Regions from separate parts of the Sus scrofa genome. Here region 1 is linked to region 2. Evidence: chromatin contacts called from public HiChIP or PLAC-seq data. All regions are on one chromosome and are shown on one strand. The core of a region is the stretch at or near the end of the contact, and the rest is flanking DNA. Distances in the headings are between cores, read along the strand shown.

Region 1 (2,967 bases), core at 141-2,640, 61 kb before region 2:
AGATAATATATAAGTGACTGAGAGGAGACTTGAACCTCTGGGTGTTCAGGAAAAGGTTTTTTTTTTTGTTTGTTTGTTTTTCCAGAGGTTGTTACAGGTTGACTGTGTCCCTCAGAAAGATATGTCGAAATCGTAATACCCACTACATCAGGAGTGACCTTATTTGTTTTTGTTTTGTTTTGTTTGCCAATGCCTGCAGCATGTGGAAGTTCCTGGGGCCAGGGACTTGAACCCAAGCCACAGAAATGACCTGAGCTGCTGCAACACCTGATCCTTAACCTGCTGCACCACAAGAGGATACCAGAAGTGACCTTGTTTGGAACTACAGTCTTTGCAAATATAATTAGTTAAACTGAGATGAGTTCATGCTGGAGTCGGGTGAACTCTTAATCCAAGGAGATTTGTGTCCTTATAAGAGGAAAGGACTCACAGAGACAGACACACAGGGAAGGAGGCCATGTAAAGAGAGACAGAGATTGGAGAGGTGAAGTGAGAGCCAGGGAATGCTAAGAATTGATGGCCACCACCTTAAGCTATGAAGAACCAAGGAAAGATTCTACCCAGAGTCTCAGAGGGAGCATGACCTTGCCGATTTGATTTCTCACTTCTAGCCTCCAGAACTGTGAGAGAATACATTTCTGTTTAAGCCACTCAGTTTGTGGGACATCATCCAGTTTGTGGTTAGGGCAGCCCTAGGAAACTAATACAGGTATTATTTGACCTAAGGCTAGAATGATGAGAAAAAGGCAACCATATGAACATTTAGAGGGAAAACTGTTCCAGGCAAGGGCAGGAAGAAAAAAATGTGGCTGGAGAGTATTGATCTAGGGTGGGTGAGAAAGGAAATGTCACTGGAAAGCTAGGCAGGGATAAATCTTGCAGGATCGTGCTGAGGACGGAATTTGGATTCAGTTAGCATTGAGATGGTTGTGTTGTTTGATTGACAGAAACAGCTGTCAAGAGAGTGACCCAGAGTCTTAGAGGGCAGGATCTAGGATGTATTAGTTGCAGTAAATAATGACAATACGAGATGACAGGGCGCTGCCCTGCGCTGCCTGGCGACCTTGCTGGACGGTCAATATCAGTTCTAGAATTATAGGCTGTCGTTGGCTTTGGCTCAGTGAAGGCAATGCCAAGGGGTGGTGACCTTTCACTTCTCCCGTTTCCTTTTTCCCTTTCGACCCTAGCCCTTCAAATACACGCGATCTAAGTAAAATAAGCTCTATGAATGCGGCTTGCGGACAAGACACACACACCCGGCCCAGAACCAGGCCAGAGAGATTCTGGAGGCGGAGAAGCATTCCCAAGGGGGTAGCTGCAGAGTGTGCCAAATCCTGCAAAGCTACAGCAATCGCCCGGCAGGCGCGCGGCGTGCGGGGGCGGAGCCGGAGGAGGTGCGTGCGCATGCCCGGGGCTTGCCTCCCGGAGAGGGGGTGGGGCGGGAGCCGGGGCGGGGGCTGTGACGTCAGGTGCGCGCGTGGCTCCGGCTGCGCAGGAACAGCTGGTGCCTCTGAAGGCGGCCGGCGAGCGGACTGGCGTGAGGTGCTGGTGGCCCGCCGCGCCACGCTGCGGGAGCCACCGCCGCCGCCTCGCACCGCTGCACCATGTCCGGCCAGCTGGAGCGTTGCGAGCGCGAGTGGCATGAGCTGGAGGGAGAATTTCAGGAACTGCAGGTAGGACCGGGCCACCTGGTCCCGAAACTGCTACCTGACGTGTAGTGTATTCCCCTTCCTGCTTCGCCAGCCAGGACAGGGGGAACCAGCAGGGCCCAGAGGGTTTCCCCGGCTAGGCCCTGGGGGCTGGTGGTCCTCGTGGGCCAGCTCCCTCTCGTCTCCCTGGACTTCATTTCTTCATCCACCTGGGGCGCCGGGTCGAAGCCCTGGATTCCCCCGCCCTCGCACCGGCTCTTTGCTCCGTACACCTCCTTCGCTGTAGAAAGTTGGTCGGTGGCCTCTGAGGGGAAGTTCCAGGCGTGTCCATGTTGGGGAGGCCTGAGGGGACAGGTATGTGCCGGGACTCAAAGTGCAAGCCCAGCCCCCATCTCCCCCAGGGTCTCCCCAAACCTCACTGCCGCCCACCAGCTGTTTTGGCAGCTGAGGTCCCCCTTTACTCTGGCGGGGCAGCCCGGTCCTCTGCAACTCTATTTTGGTAGATGTGCTTGGGAGCCATTCACCTTGAACCCACAAGCTTTGCGTAAGGGTGAGAGACCCTGTTCTCAGTCTTTGGGGCTCCTGTGTCTGTGTCTGTCTCTCTGACGCTGCTACAGGCCGAGTTTGGCGTTGTGGATGACATCTGTCAGTTCTGACCTAGGTTGCTTCCCTAAGTGATAGAGGGCTCAGCTCTCACCCCTTTGGCCCAGGGTCTTATACTGGGTGGGGTGAGGGTGGGTGTAAGAGAGGCCCCTTGAGAGTATGGCCTGATAGGAGGTTCACAGAGGCCTCAGCCACCTTTTCTGCTAACCAGAGACACCTTAAGAAACCTTGGGGTTGGCCAAGAGGGATGTCTGGGCAGTTTTTGGAGATGGGGCTGTTCCCTCCGGAGCTACTGGATTGTGTTTGTTTTCTCCAGAATTGGGCTCTGTTTGCCTGAAATCATGTGGAGCACCAGCAGCCCACTCCTTCCTAGCCTCAGCTGGAGCAGTGACATTTCCTGTCCATGTAGCTCTTACCTGCAGTTGGTTGGCCTCTTACTGTGTCCAGAGGAGGGAGCAGGGAGATTGGCAAGGGTGTCTGTGATGAGTCTTTCTAGGTCCTGATGAATAGAGAGAGGGTTGCTGAAGAGATTGAGAAGGAAGGGTACTGTTTGAGGCATGCTCAGAGAGTAAGGGACCAGATCCAGAAAGGTACGCATTTTTTTTTTTTTGTCTTTTTAGGGCCACACCCACAGCATATGAAGGTTCCCAGGCTAGGAGTTGAATCGGAGCTACAGCTGCTGGCCTACACCACAGCCACAGCAACTTGGAATCTG
Region 2 (3,103 bases), core at 361-2,860:
AGATACTACGGGCAGCCTTGTGCGGGTGGGGTGGGGGGGAGGTGATCCTGGATTTTAGCCCCATCCAAGGCCAGTCAGAAGACTTCACCTCCAACATACAAGGCCTGGCTAACAGGGCAAGGAGCACCTGATGACATGGTTCCACACAGGTCACTAAACACTGAGTCACAGAGGCTGGGTGAGGCCCCAGCTGGGAATCCTGACCTTTGCCCCTAGTGCTGATTCAGCCAAGAGGGGAGTCAGGGCAGCATGGAAGCTCCCCCAGGGTACTAGGTACCCAAATCCTTCCATTGGCCATGCTCTTCCCACCCATCCCCCAACAATAGGAAGGATAATGACTGTGCCGCAATTAGCATAAATACACTTGCCTTAGGAGCTGCAGGTGGCAGAGAGCCTTATTTTGCCAGCCAACCGCCCCCCCCCTCCCCCCGCCACAGCTCTGTTCCTTCTTCAGGGCCTGATTCCTTCCCAGGGAACCAAGAAGAAACAGAACTGTAGCCACAGAATTCTAGAATCACAGGCTCAAAATTGTAGATCACAGAGTTCCAGATCCATGCCCATGGAATCCCAGAAACACGAGATTCAGAATTTATACCCATAGGGCCCTGGAGCCTCAGGACTGCTGGCCACAGAATCCTGGAGTCACAGAGTATTCTGGAACATAGGACCCAGAAATGCAGCCCACTGAATCGTACGCACCAGGGGACTCAAATCTGAAGCCCACGGAATCTTAAGAGATCACAGCATGTAGCACACAAAATCCTGAAACTTTGGTAAGCAGAAGCAAAGCCCACGGCTTTCTAGAACCACAGGAGAGGAACGAAGCTGTGAGCTCCCGGGAGGACATCAGCACTAGGAGGTGCCCCTGGAGCTCACCTCCTCCAAATACTCGGCCTCCAGCACCACCCAGCTAGGCGGTGGTCAACTGGCTCCCAGCCAGCGCCCCTCCGCGGCCTCCAGGAGTGACAGGATGTCAGAGCCCCAGAGAGACTGGAGGGCGGGGACGTTCCGCGGGGGATGCCGGTCAGGGAAACCCTTCCGGCAGACCCTAGGACCCCGGCTGCGCAGGCGCACTCACCGGCAGTGTCGTAGAGGTTCAGGGTCACCTCCTTGCTGCCCACCGTCACTCTGGCTGTGTACTTCTCGAACACGGATGGGGCATAGTGCTGTCGGAGGAGGGGTCGGGTTGTGGTTCTTAAGGGGTGCGACGGGAGCCCAGGGCCCAACTGGACCCCCATCCTCCACCTTCATCCCCTCATTCTGCTGGGCCCAGACATCTCTTTGCTAGGCTCTGGAATTCCCGAGGGGGCGCCCCGGGGTGACAGCCGCTTCTCCGTGCGCAGGATGCTGAGGACCTGGACCCGGGGCTCAAGCTGAAGACCGTTCCTCGTCCCCAGTGGTCCCAAGTCCATCCCCACCGCCCCTAACCTACCTGCCTCCAGTCTTCCCCCCCACCCCGGGGCGGGCCTCACCTCGGGGAAGGAGCCCTGGCTGTACACCATGAGCAATGAAGTCTTGCCGCAGCCGCCATCGCCCACGATCACAATCTTCAGCTCCTTCCGGCCCGGGCCTGGCGCGGCGGTCGGGGCCGGGGCCCCAGGGGTGTCCATAGCCCGCAGCCGGCAGCACTGGCGGCAGCGCGCAGGGAAGAGCGCTGGGGTTGAGCGAACGAAGCGGGGGCGGGCCCGGAGGCGGGGCTAAAATGAGCCCCGCCCTCGGAAAAAGACACCACCTCCGCCAGGCAGTCAACCGGGTCGACCTCCCAGCCTGTTTCCTTCCTGCTAGGGTCTCAGGCCAGTCTTCACTTTTCATTCCCAGGGAAACTGAGGCAACTGAAAAAGCGCTCAGCCGCAAGCGCAGCTCCTATTCCCCCCCCACTAGTCACGGCGCGCCCCCAACCGGCAAGATACGACGTTTCCATTCCTCCCTACCCAGCACCTTTGATTGGCAGACTGTCTTCGGGCACGGACCCTCTGATAGGCCGACTCGGCCTCCTCCAATCCGACAAGGACCCTTTGATTGGCGGATTGTCTCCCAGCGGGTTCGAGGAGTCTAGATCTCAAGCTCTCAGCTTTGCCCCGCCCCAACTAGGTGGCCTAGGGGAAGTCTGACCTCTCCCCCAAGAAAGTAGCGTCGGCGGTGCCAGGGAAGATCAGGGTATGGAGGTCGTGTCTGCCCATCAGATACCTGCTTGTGTGCGGGGATCAGCAGTTACGCTTACCTATCACTCCGCCCCCAAAGGTGGAGGTCTGGCGCCCTCTGCCGGGCGATTGCCTCGGCGCCGCGAATTTGGAAACAGGTGAGCGGCCCCAGAACAATACCCTTTCGAGGGTTGGCCCCAAACCACGCAAGCTGAAGCCTCTTTCTAGCAAGGCCCAGAACCGTGAACCAAGCAAGACTTCGTCGAGGAGGGAACGGGGAAAGCGAGGGTAGATCTAGTTGAGATCAGCTGGGCCCTGTTCTGCCCACTTTGGAGACTAACAACCCCTCTCCCACAAAGAAATTTGTGTTCTTCAGCCAGCAGCCACACACATCCTTAATCCCAAGCTCTCTCCCCATCCCTCCCAACTCCTCACCAAAGCTATTTATTGAGCCTTGGCCCTGGACAGGTACTCTCAGGATGGCTGGCTGAGATCACCCCTGCCTTCCAACCCTTACCTCCTTGCGACCTCGGGCTGTCTTTTGCCCAGAGGTCAGGAGTGGCAGAGGGAACCCCTGGAGCAAGTACATGCCAAGCAAGTACCCAGACATGGCTAGGCGAGAGAGGTCTTTCCCAGCTGGGTAGGACCACTAGTAGTTCCCTCAGGAAAGGGCTGGCAGCACTCAGGATCTTCTTAACCCCACTTCACCTGGAAGATTCCCCACTTCCAAGTTCTCAACAAGGATCAGGTAAACTCTACTACGGAAAGGAAACTGCCAACCTGGCAGTTCCATAAATGCCAGGTGGAGGTTTTCAACAGCTGCAAGGCCTGATCTGATCACCAGATGGCAGCAGCGACCACCCCTGGAAGTCCCCAAAGAGCCCAGCGCTGGGAAGAGAAGGGCCAGCTCAAAGTAGTTAAGTGGAAAGCCTTTTCCTGTCCCTGGGCCAGAAGACATTTGC

The links. HiChIP or PLAC-seq counts read pairs in DNA pulled down with a chosen protein or histone mark.
Region 1: an H3K27ac HiChIP or PLAC-seq map of skeletal muscle shows a contact between it and region 2. The contact joins the promoter of TMEM120B here to the promoter of RHOF in region 2. A contact is called at or near these places in 2 of 5 promoter capture datasets (fetal skeletal muscle and liver), 7 of 47 Hi-C or Micro-C datasets (blood, embryonic fibroblasts, heart right ventricle and 2 more) and 2 of 2 datasets of contacts at active chromatin or transcription factors (alveolar macrophages and skeletal muscle).

What each region holds. Positions count from the first base shown.
Region 1 is chr14:30,955,773-30,958,739 of Sscrofa11.1, reverse strand. It overlaps TMEM120B (transmembrane protein 120B), which reads left to right and starts at 1,390. Exons shown (of 13, transcript XM_021073234.1): 1 at 1,390-1,673. The coding sequence starts at 1,405.
Region 2 is chr14:30,894,907-30,898,009 of Sscrofa11.1, reverse strand. It overlaps RHOF (ras homolog family member F, filopodia associated), which reads right to left and starts at 1,610. Exons shown (of 5, transcript NM_001123190.1): 1 at 1,473-1,610; 2 at 1,079-1,166. The coding sequence starts at 1,610.